2 separate regions of the Mus musculus genome follow, and region 1 is linked to region 2. Evidence: chromatin contacts called from public HiChIP or PLAC-seq data. All regions are on one chromosome and are shown on one strand. Each heading gives the region's core, a stretch centred on a gene start, on an enhancer-like site or on the middle of the called end of the contact. The rest is flanking DNA. Distances are from core to core; before and after follow the strand shown.

Region 1 (5,747 bases), core at 800-3,299, 64 kb before region 2:
TGCATTTAAAGTCTATAGCCCATGCAAGGCTCTAAAACTCAAGTTTTTTGTTTTTGTTTTTTTTTTTTAATAAGAAATGGAAGGTATCCACGAATGCTAGTGGTTCCAGCCTCACCTACAGGATAAAGTATGGTAGTGGTGATAGGCAGTTTATAACAACTCAGAGGCTGGCAACTCTAAGCTCTAGCCTTTCCGCTGTAGCGCCGTCTGGGGGTGCTGTACCCACCACCAGTTTCTTAGTCAGGTGAGACTTGCCTGTTTGTGAAGGATTTAAGCTTTCTGAGGGGAGAGATAAGTCTGGGGAGCCCCCAAGGGGAAGGAACTATTGAGAATCTTAGGGATCGTCCCTGCTCTCGCCTGCATCACTTTTCCCCTAAGGGTAGGTGTGGTGACTTAGGGGATGACACCTTGACATTTGCTCCACTCGCCCTTGCTCCTCTCTCTTGACATCGACTTGAGTCTTCGACCCTCTCCGTGGTACCTACCACCAGCGTTGGTTTCCCCGCATATCTGTGTTTTGTCAGCAGCAGCTTTCAACCCCTGGGTCTGTAATCAGACCTAGGAGCTGTCAGCCACAGCACCCGAGGTACCTCCAGGATGAAGCTGAGCCCCTTGAGGTTCATGTCTTTGAACCTAGTTTCCATACTTCATAGGATCTGGAGCTGAAGCTCCGTGAGTTACTCTGACTTCAAAGAAAAAAAAAGAGAGAGAAAGAGAGAGAGAGCCCCAAGGTTTTTAGAAATTACTAAATTTCATACCTTATGTTCAGCTGGGACAAGCTGGTCCCTGTCTCTCTTAAGCTCAGGCCTCCAGTCGCAGGACATGTCACTATGCATTGCAGACAAAAAAAGTTTCGTAGAGCCAGGACGGATTCCTTGCACTTCATTACAATCAGACCCTTTGAGCCTTCATTCCGGCTGTGGGTTATTTGATCAGTGAATGAATGAGGACCGTCTCCTCCTTTCTCATTATGTTAGTCCTGGCCGTCCTGAAGCTTGCTAAGTAGGCCAGGCTGGCCTCGAACTCACAGAGATCCCTTGCCCCTCTGTCTCCCAGATGCTAGAATTAAAGGCACATGCTGCCATATGTGGGTAGCTAATATTTTTAATAATTAGGAGGTTTTCTCATTAAGATGATCTCTAGCGTAATCCCTGAAGTGACATCCTAAGATTAACAAGCTATGTATGCATCTTATTCATAATGGTTCCCATGAGTTAGGAGGCCCAGAGAGAGGAAGACTATGTATGTTCTTAGATGTCAATATGAGCAGGAGTGTCCCCTACTTCCTGGCCCTAGTCACTCAACTTGGCCATTTGGTTTTCTGTAAGGGTTCCTCAAATGCTGTATTTCCTACAACTGCTGCACAGCCAAAACAAACAAAGACAGACAGACAAACACCTAGAGAGGAGCCCCTCTCTCTTCCCCATGTTGCACTTTGGGTTAGTCCTAAGGCTATCCTGGCTTCTCCTTTCAGGAGACGAACACTTGGGGTTTGTCCTCCCCCAAGCCTCACACAGCAAATACTGCCCCGAATACTGCTGTATTATCCCCGTCTCTGTCCCACGTACCTGAGCATTTCTGCTATTCCTTCTCACATACTGCAGAGCAGTCAGCCTGTCCATTCAGGCGTGGGGGCTTCATGGTTATTTTCTTATTTGCTGCGAGAGACAGAATGTTCCCCCTACCTTATCCCAAAGGCATCAGGTTTTTAAATATGCTCTGTCATTCCATGCTCTGGGTTTGAATGAGACCTATGTCTGCCAGACACCATCCCATGTGATCCACAGGGAGGAATGGGGTAGGGGCTAGTGACCACCCTGTAGTCCCTGACAAGTGAGAATGTGTCAAAGTGTACCTGGGATACTTTTTCCGGATGAGATATAAAATTGAGGAGTCTTATCTTCCTCCTGTCCCCAGCTACCAACCCAAGGGCTCATCTGGCCCATGTAATCCCCAGGGACGTTGCCAGACGAATGAATCTTAGCTCAACTTCCCATCTCCTTGAGGGTTTGAAACTTTGAAGCCACCTGGAGTCAAACAGAAATGCCAGGAAACAACTGGTGGGAAATGCTCCCCGGGGCCCTGAGTGCTGGGCTGGGGGCTGCGAGCTCTCCTGTCCCGAAGGGCCCTTTGATTGCAGATGGCTTCCGTGGCACGTTTTATATTTCCTTTCTTGTAGCCTTTGCTTCTGCGGGTTATTCACGAGAACCATGTGAGCTTTTGTTCTGCAGAGTCTCTTGGCTGAAATGTTGCCTGGATGTGTTTGAAGTCCTTCCCGTTTTCCCATAACTTGTCTTGGGATCAGCTGTGGGCTAAGGATGTTTCTTGGCAGTCATCCCTGCTCCTCAGCCCAGCCCTGAAGGAGGCCGTGGCCCCTTTGCTGCTCCAGTGAATGCCACCCTGGGTACCATGGGGGGGGGTCAGTTTTGGTGGAAAGCTTTGCAAGCTAGGCCAGGAACAGAGTGACAACACATAAGGGTTCTTGGATTAGAGGCTTCTATACATGTGGGTTGGCAGTGTTGGGACTGAGCCCTGGGAGATCCTAAGTCTCGCTTGAAAGTGGGTTTTGCTTCCAGGCAATGAGGCCAAGTCCTAGAAATGACTCTAGCACACAACATTTGTACATTCTGCTGTGTGAAGCTGGAAGGAGCTGGTGGTCTAGGTGGGCCCACAGATCACGCCGAGAAGGCCTCTTAGAGGCCTGATGCTGGTTTCTATTGAGGTCTCAGGCTCAGGCTTATTTGTTGTCCTCCTCTGCTCTTCTCAGTCTAGAGTTCGTAATCCTATGTTGCCATGTTGTTTTCCAGGAGCTGCTCAATGGAGACCCTAAGGAGGGGCCTTTCTGGGACGACAAGGGTTCCCTAGAAGGTAAGTCTAGCTCTTTACCCCGAGCCTAGGACTCACACCACAAAACCCTCAACACTGGCATACAACTGAGATCAGTTGCTTCCTAGTCGCAAGAGAAGCTAGTTCTTTAGTAAGCAGAGACCTGTTACCTGAGATTCCTTACCAAGCAGGCAGCTCGGATATGTCCACAGGAGAAGCAAAATATTGAGCCACAGGGTCCCTGTACAGTGGTTTGTGTATGTAGTTCTGGGACTGAGTGGGGAGGTTGGGTTGCATGGACTGGTGCTCTTGAATTTTGAGCTAATGTCATGGCCACTTGCTGCACCAGTTGTGGAGTGGTGGAGTGGTCCTAAATCTGTGACTTGAACCCTGCTTGAGTCACTATCATATGTGTGTATCTTTGGTGGAGTTAGCCCCACACAGAGAAGTGATGAGTTCTTACCGGCTTCTAGTTAGTAGGTGCACTAGCCTATAGATCCCCCTTCAGACATCTGCTGAAGCCCAGAGGGACTCCTAGCACTGCCTACTGCAACTCAGGTACTGGGCATCCTCTCAGCTCATACCTGGACAGACACCTGACCAACAACCTGGGCCCCTGTCAAGACACAGCTTGAGACCCTGAGAATATGTGAGCCCCAGAAACAGGGCTTCTTATCCATTCACACTGGAAGTCAGGGGAGACAAGACTGCTTGGCCAACAGCTAGCCCACATGTGGCCTTGCCAGTGGGTTTTGGATGAAGGCATTAGAAAATGAGGAGAAAACCTGGGGATACAGGGACTCACTCTCCTGGAGGACTCAGGAGTGGTGACTACTCTGTTTTGATCTTGAAGGTCCTTCTCCCACCTCATCTGTACAATGTCAGCCTAGAGGAGACAGATTGCTCACTGAAAGTCACTACAGACTGCAAAGTACAGCCAGGGTATACATAGTTGAACTAACCCAAGTGAGGCCTCTCTCTTCTCACTACTTTCCTATTCTACAGGAGCAGGCTCTAGCTCAGAGCTCATGTAGAACAGAATAGAGCAAGATAGTCACGCTACCCACATGGGACAGGCCCTTGTCTCACCTCCTCTTGCCCTTTCAGTTGTGCTGCCCCCTGAGAAGTCTGAGGGCCATGAGGGCCAGGGCCAGCTCTTCAGCACAGATGATGGGGAGAAGGCAGCAAGCCGTGAGGGTCCACTGAGACTTAGCAAGAAGCACTTGAACATTGACGTAAGTCCTCTCCTGTGTACATCTGCGTAAGTGTCTCCCTGGGCCCCAGCATGATTAGTGGTGGCCCTAAATGGGAACCATGGTCATCCCAGCTCTGTGGTTTCCTTAGCCTCTCTGAGGCCTTACCACAGGACTAAAATGTGATGCTCTGGGGGTTTGCCTGGTATTGCTGTGACCTTGACGTTGCTAGGCAGATGTAATAGGTATCTAGCACTACTGGTCAGGGAACGACAGAGGGGAGCAGCAGGAACACACAGTCCTAATTCCTCCAACTCGAAGTGACCCTGAGTATTTGCATGAGCAGAGACAGATGCCACAGGGGGGAAACTGAGTCATGAAGCATGGAATCGGCTCCTCACTAGGGGGCGGGGGTGGGCAAGAAGCAGGGTTGAGGGATGCAAGCCAACTTCTCCTGAGCTACCTCTTCCTGGCTGACAACCAGGAAGAGCCTCAGTTGGGGCACTCGGGTCTCAGGCGCCAGTTGATTCTTCCTTGCCTCCTACCCCTGCATGCTGCCTACAGGCACTGCAGTGTGACGTCTCAGTGGAAGAAGACAACCGCCAAGAATGGACATTCACATTGTATGACTTTGACAACAGTGGGAAAGTCACCAGAGAGGTAATACGCCCACCTCTGTCAGTCCACCCATAGGATGAGGAGTCGGGGGTAAGACCTCTTGAGATCTGGAACCAATCTGGTTCAGTAGACAGATGGATAGATAATGTCTGAATCCTTAGATAGAGAGACAGAGTGAGCCCTGACTGGGGAGAAAGAAGAGACTAGAACTTTCCTAAGACAGAAGGGGAGGCAGAGCCCATTTTAACATCCTGACCTAGCTAGTATCAGCGTCTCCTTACTCTGGCAGTCTGCACAAGTCTTATCACCAATTCCAGCACGGTCTTTTTCTATAGCTCTGACATCCCTAGGCCAGGCAGCCTGGGCCTGTGGAGTGTCCTTGCTCCATTGAACTGTGTCTAAAAGAGGCAGAGGAAGCATCTTCATTGGCCATGACAATGGTGCTGAAAAAAAGTGTATCTAGAGAGAAAGCTTATCTGCTTGCTCGTCTAATGTTCTAGAATATAAAAATCAAAGGTTAGGCTAACCCTGGCCTCAAGGACAGACAGCAGGGCTACCTTTAAGCCATGTACAACATCCTGGGTCTAATCTGGGTATAAGTCAGTGTCTGATGGGGAGTAAATGGACCCAAGGTGCCTGCTGTGGACAGGGGGTGAATACATGCTTGGTAAGGAAAGGAAAACTGTCCCTTGAAGTCTGTCATGTTGGCCCCAGGACATGTCCAGCCTGATGCACACCATCTACGAGGTTGTCGATGCCTCTGTCAATCACTCCTCCGGCAGCAGCAAGACCCTTCGAGTGAAGCTAACTGTCAGCCCTGAACCCTCCAGCAAGAAGGAATGTCCTCTCACTGGCCAAGGTGAGGGGTCTATGCCAGGAGCCTTCCTGTACAAACAATATCATCTCCATGAGCATCTCCCTAAACCAGGCCTGCAGGGACAGCACCACCCCTAAGACAGGCCTGCGGGGGCAGGCCACACCCTCAGCCACCTAACTTAATGCTTTTTACACTTGCCCTTCCCCACCGTTATCTCCCCACCACTGGCCCTGGGTATCAGTGTTGTTCAGGTTCCCTAACTACTTCCAGTCAAAAACTTCTTGCTTCCACAA
Region 2 (6,378 bases), core at 742-3,241:
GACCAGCAATTCATTTAAAAAACAAAACAAAACATAACAAAAGTGGGTGTGGCAACACACTACTGTAATACAAGCAGTTGCTAGAGGCTCCAGTCAGGAGTTCAAGGTCATCTTCAGCTACAGATTGAATTCAAGGCCGCATAAGACCTCGTCTCAAGACAACTAAGGAATTAAAAGTGCATGCTTGTCCTCTTGTTAACAGTGCAAATTTCAGGAAGCCAGACAGTCACTTCCCTTCCTAGAAGCTGAATCCTCAGCCCTGACTGGCGTCAGGCACCACTTGAGAGTCCTGATACTGTAGGGAACAAGAAATGAATCAAAAGGAAAATTACCTCTGCCTGAGACACTAATCATATAGGACATCTGCAGAATTGTAGAATTGTCTGTCTCAGGCCACTGGGCACCAGGAAGGGCTTTGGGGGCTCTACTCTGGGGGTCTCTGTGATGCTGCTGACCCTCTTCACACTTCCCTGGCTGATGGACACTGAGTTTGGACTTCTAGATTCTGCCTCCACCTTACAACTGATTTTATGTGTTTAGCCAGGCAGCAGCCCTGAGACATAGAATGCTTTGTCTGTGCAGAGAAAGCTGGACAGTCCAGCATCTCATGGAGAGGGTCACAGAGTGAGACAGGCAGGCTGCGGACCTGGGCTAGGCCACTTCCGGGCCAGCACTCCTAGTCTATGAATGCAGGCTCCTAAAAGTATGGACTAGAGGAAGCGCAGTTTCTACTGCCTGTATTCTGAGCAGCAAAAGCTCTGATGCCATATATAAAAGATCCGTCCATCTCTTGAGGATTGCACCCTCTTTTCCTTCCAGACCCAGAACCTGGAGCCCAAACCTCCAATGTAAAACTTGGGGTAGGTGCAAGGCCAGCTGCAGCTGTAGGTCTGTGCTGGGTCCTCTCACCTATTAGGGCCTATTAGGATCTAGGTCTAGAAGAGAGTTGGAACAGGGAGGAAGCAGTCAGTTCAAGGTGACTTGCCATCAGCAGAGAGGGTGCTGAGAAGTAGGATGGAGAGAGATTCCCAGGCCCATCACCACCCCGTGGAAAGTGAAAGTGCCAGAGAGCTCCGGATCCAAGGAACAAAGAGCAGCAAAGAGAAGCCCGCGCTCAGAGTGCGCAGCCCCCTCCCCAGGCTTACACGGGCCTCTGTCCTTCCTCTAAGATCCCAAGGGAAGTTTGGCTGGTCCAAGGTCAGTGGAGGCAGATCTGGGATCCCAGTCGGATTTATCGGTTGACCACACTGGGCCATCCTGGAGCAAAAGAAAGCTTGCCCAGAGGAAGCTGTCCGTCAGTGAGATCACCCATCCAGGGGTCTGTACCTCCAGCTCTCCCAGGTACCACCTAGACACCTGGGCCTTCCCGTTCCATAGGTACCTCCAGTAGCTCTGCAACTCCTCCCTAGTCCCGTCAGAGTTGCCAAACCAAGTAGTTTCCGGTGCTCCAGCCTCGATGCTCCAGTCAGGCCATGCAGAGAGGTGGGAACCGCGCCCCCAGGGCTGACTGAGTCAGGCCAACAGGGAGATATGCAGCGGGCGCCTCAAGCAAGGAGCAGAGCACTGAATTCAAGAAACTGAACGAACAGGGCCAACAAACCACCAGCCCAAGAATCCTCTCCCGGTCTCGGGTCACTCCTCCGAGCCAGGCAGATACCAGTTGGCCCTTCTGACCCCTTCCCATCGCCCCGCTACGCGCCGCGCGGGCCGCCGCCAACCAACGAGTCAGAGCGGCCCAGCGGCAGCAGAAGGGCCCAGCCTCTGCCTTTGTCCCGTTGCAGGTGCGGCCAAGCTCACCCGGCGTAGGGGAGGTTTGATCCACGCTCTCGGGAGACTCGGGTTCTTCCGTGCGCTCAGCAGCTTCGTCCCCGGCGCCGTCGGCGCGCGCCTCCACCGGCACCACCGTAAAGTTCGTGGGCATGGCTCCGTTAGACTCTGCTGTCCCTCGCAGCCACACGCTGCTCCAGAGCAGCCGCCGGACTCCGGCGTAGGGGCGGGGTCCGCCCGGCCCGCCCTTGCCCGCCACGTGACCTCACCTGCCCGCCCCCACGGCTCGGGAAAAGTTTGCCCGGGGCGGGGTCGGGAGGCTTCCGGAACGACCACGCCCACCAGACGCTCCACCCCTTAAAACTCCGCCCCTGTAGCCACAGTCTCAGGGTTGCCCCGCCAGAGCCCTGTACCCTCAAGGACTCGGTACGCACAAACCCAACCCCTAGAGGCCACCGCTGAATGAACTGCCCACAGATGCAGACCTCCCTCAGCATAAGAGACACCAGTTCCTCCCCGCAGGACCGCGTCCTCCTCCCATTCCTACTCACAACACAGGCTCAGAGCCCTCCCGCCCTCCAAGAGCCTGTCATTCACCACTTCCACAGCTTCAGTTCTTCCATTCTCATTCCAAACTCCCGTGGGGCTCTTCTCCCACCACCCCACAGGTCATGGCTCCTTTCTCTCAGTTTGCAGCTCCTCATCTCCACCAACGCTGGTGATCTGGGCCCAGGCCCTGACCAGGTCAGGCTGCTAACCTAGGCCAGGGAGTAATGGCCAATCAGGGGACGCTGTGCACCCTGGGGTTAAGTAATCCCACCCAAGAAGGTCACTGGGCTCTGGGACAGGCCTAGCCAGCCAAGCCCGAGACTCTTTGTACCTGCTGGCAGGAGTGTTCCACGATCCAACCTGGGGAACCCTTGCAGCCCAAACTTGGAGGGTGGCAGTTCCTCCCTTTGGCTCCAAGGGCAGGTAAATTCCGAAGGTAGTAGTGACAGGAAGATCCGAGCAAAGAGTTCCAGAACACCACATGGTGGAAGTCACAGATCTTCCGGAATTTCAGGACCTTGTGCATTTTCAATGAAAGACTGGTGAAAAACTGGAAACAAATATTCTTCAAGAGAGAATGGAACTAAAATGTTAGGGTATCATACCCAACACATCCTACAAAAAGCCATAGCCCCCAGGTGCAACAAGTCACCCAAAACTGTTTTAGATGGTCAAAGAGAAACACAGGTGATATGCCTAGAGCTGCTCACAACCTGTGGAACAGGGCCAGCCAGGTGGCCTGGCCCAGTTCAATCAGGGACACGGACTGGAAGGCAGCTGCCGGACCAGTGACACCGCTGGGATAGGCTGAGATACGGGAGTTAAAGGGATTTGCATATCCTACCGATGAGAATAAAACATTTTGAAACTAACTCAGAAAAGCCATTTCTGGGAAAGCCCAACTGTACCCAGTATGGCCGGCTTTCTGCCCTCTGCCAGGAAGGAGCTTGGGGGAAACATGGGCCACTCAGGAATGGCCTCTTATACAGTTTCCAGCTCCTATGGGGGATAGGGCACAACTTGCTCAGATCATACTGTCACCCCACCTCCCTCCAGGAGCTATCCATAGCAAATAGGGAAGGGCTATCACCTGTTTCCCCTGCTCAGCTGGACCTTAGGTGGAAATAGTGACCACCTTCTCCTCCTCAGAACACCCTCCAGACTGGCAAACACTTGAAACTTAGGCTCAGTAGGAGAGGGTTCCTACCATTTCAGAGACCCTGGTATCATACCCAACACATCTTACAAAAAGCCATAGCCCCCAGTCACTTTCCCTGCCCTCCCCCTCTATTGTTTTTAAAGACAGGGTCTCATAGCCCAGGTTGGCCTCAAATTTTGATATAGAGCCAAAGATGACTGAATTCTTGATCCTCCTGCCTCTACCTCCCAAGTACTGGGATTACATACATGTACAGACATGCCCAGCTATAGTCCTTTTTACAAATGTGCCTGTCTCTCAGCCCCATTTCTTCTGGCTGACTGCACACCAGCAAGGTCTATTACTGTGGCATGATATCCACAGGCTGGGAACTCAGACAACACTGAACGCTGTACCCGGTGAAGCTAAGGAAGATTATTGTCAATACACTCAGGTCCACTGGGAGCTTGAGTGGGGAGGGGGTGCCCTGTGAGCTTGGTGACTTAGAGAAGGAAGAGCCCATGGAACAGGGCAGAGTAGCCTATGGGAATGTTTTAATCCCCACAAAGTTGAGATGCAAGGTTTCCATCAGCGCAGTATGGAGAGCCTCAGGACCAATGTCGCACCAGGTATTTTAACTTGAAAGAAAGTAAGCAGCGCGCACAGAACCAGTGGACAGGCAGTACATCAGCTACCACACCTCCCTACACATGTGAAGGATGTGATGTTCTGCTGACTCCAAGGATTACCAAAAACGGAATGAAACTGTACTTTATACCTGCTCCAGACAGGACCCCAAAATCTGATGCATAAATACTCAACCTATGAAACTACATTTTTCTTGACATGAGACCACGCATGCAGAGGTTAGAGACTGGGAAACTCTGAGAACATGTTATTCAATGAGCACTAGACTGTAAAATTTCTCAAGCTGCAATGAGATGTGCATCACTTGGTCCATTGTGCCCCCTCCCTACCTCCCTCTCCAAGTGTGATGTGTGAGCATGTGTGTGTGTGTGTGTGTGTGTGTGTGTGTGTGTGTGTGTGCTGGCTTGTGCTGTGCACCTTCTTCCTTTTGTTCAAGATAGTTTGGCACTCTTGGCACAGAGCCTAGTCTAACTGCCACCAAGCTTCCAAGAAGTCACCTGTCTCTACCCACCATCTCCCAGTAGTGCTAGGATTACAAATGCTACATGAGTTACAGGATTCAGTAAAACACTTGCAACCAGGCCCTCTCCCCAGTACCTCTGAAGAGCTTTCTTTTTTTTTTTTTTAATATTATTTATTTATTATACGTAAGTACACTGTAGCTGTCTTCAGACACCCCAGAAGAGGGCATCAGATCTCATTACGGATGGTTATGAGCCATCATGTGGTTGATGGGATTTGAACTCACGACCTTCAGAAGAGCAGTCGGCGCTCTTAACCGCTGAGCCATCTCTCCAGCCCCCGAAGAGCTTTCTTTAAAAAAAAATTTTTTATTTAATGTATGTGGGTACACAGTCGCTGTCTTCAGACAGCCCATTACAAATGGTTGTGAGCCACCATGTGATTGCTGGGAATTGAACTCAGGACCTCTGGAGGAACAGCCCGTGCTCTTAACTGCTGAGCCATCTCTCCAGCCCTCTGAAGTGCTTTTAAGCCACTCAAGAAATAAGATGCAAAGGCCTGGCTCTCTTGTCACCTTCTTCCCCAGCCTCAGAGGTCTACCCTTGCTCACAGGCACCATCTAGGCCTAATGAAGCACTGATATTCAGCTACAGCTGAGACCATCGGTACAGTACAGGTAGAGATGTGTCTCTCCTATATGGTATTATCCACCTCAAGCTGTTAGCTTCAAGGAACCAAGACACACCAGCAACGCCTACTCCTAGCTGTGACTGCTTGTCTTTTAAAGGTCCAGGGCTTTGATGCACATAGTCGTAGGCACAAAGGAACTTCCTGTTGCCTCTAGGCTTTGTCACCCACAACCATAGGCCCTGGCATCTGAGGGTTAGCCTAAGCTGAATGCTTCTTGATGGGAGGCCACCATCAAGATAGACCAAGGCCATAGCCTGCTTCATATAGACTTCCCCAATGCACATTATTCCAGCAATGGTCAGGAAGGGACCACCTAGTACTGTTCTGTGAGGGGTAACCTTGGGCTCTGGTAAGGTCCATCTGCCTCCAGGCAACCAGCTCCACAATGCTATTCTTTCTTCATGCAAAATATGGTCCACTTAGACCAATGGTATGCACAGAGTGTCACCCAAAATGGCCATTCAATGCCACTGTCTGGTCACCATCTCAGATTGCACTGCTCATCACTGCTATCAGCTCAGGGCCATCGGCTCAGCTGTAGGGACTGGCATGTCTAATTCGCTGTTCAGATGTTCTCAAGCTATGGGAGCCCAGCTGGGCAGGAGATCCCTTATGTGGCCTCCAGAGGCTGATAAAGAAACCTAGCTTGCAGTGTTTGTCAGCAGCAGCAGCTGCCAAGTGCAAATTGGCCTTCAGCATCCCTTTGTGACCTCCAAATGTAATCATCTCCCAGGATAAACTGGGGGAAAAAAAGTATTCTCCATGAAAATCTGCACATTTCTGTTCCCCCGTAGCATGGGTGAAGAAGGGAGCCCAGTGCACATGACAGCCACTGTACACGGGTGCATGCTACAAAGAGCAATAGAAAAGCGGGAAAGACTAAACAGCTGCTCCACCAGGGACATCACGCATGGGCAGGCACCTATAGGCACATGCAAGAGACTGCTCCAAGCCATAGTTCCACCCTGTTGTAGCAAACCCAGTTCCCAGGCTGTCGGGGGCATGCATAACCTGCAGCCACCTCTACACACTGTACAGCAGGGACCAGAAACACCAGCTCAACAGAGACCAGAGGACTGAGTGCTCAGATCATGGAAATGTTAGAGTTCCCCAGCACATCCACA

What was found. HiChIP or PLAC-seq counts read pairs in DNA pulled down with a chosen protein or histone mark.
Region 1: an H3K27ac HiChIP or PLAC-seq map of embryonic stem cells shows a contact between it and region 2, with 11 read pairs. The contact joins the enhancer-like site here to the promoter of Slc12a7 in region 2. A contact is called at or near these places in 1 of 15 datasets of contacts at CTCF or cohesin (large pre-B cells), 31 of 484 Hi-C or Micro-C datasets (the C10 cell line, CD4 T cells, CD8 T cells and 18 more), 12 of 115 datasets of contacts at active chromatin or transcription factors (bone marrow-derived macrophages, cardiomyocytes, embryonic hindbrain and 6 more) and 3 of 9 other capture datasets (adipose tissue, liver and pancreatic islet).

Annotation. Positions count from the first base shown.
Region 1 is chr13:73,823,998-73,829,744 of GRCm38.p6, reverse strand. It overlaps Nkd2 (naked cuticle 2), which reads left to right. Exons shown (of 10, transcript NM_028186.5): 4 at 2,808-2,868; 5 at 3,934-4,061; 6 at 4,584-4,679; 7 at 5,352-5,496. Among named protein-coding and RNA genes, the nearest start is that of Gm30303, 21 kb to the left of the region's middle. Within about 2 kb of position 2,049, at least 4 of the 459 cell types and tissues checked have an H3K27ac peak or open chromatin away from gene starts, as enhancers often do.
Region 2 is chr13:73,759,310-73,765,687 of GRCm38.p6, reverse strand. Slc12a7 (solute carrier family 12, member 7) reads right to left here and starts at 1,991. Exons shown (of 24, transcript NM_011390.2): 1 at 1,798-1,991. The coding sequence starts at 1,921.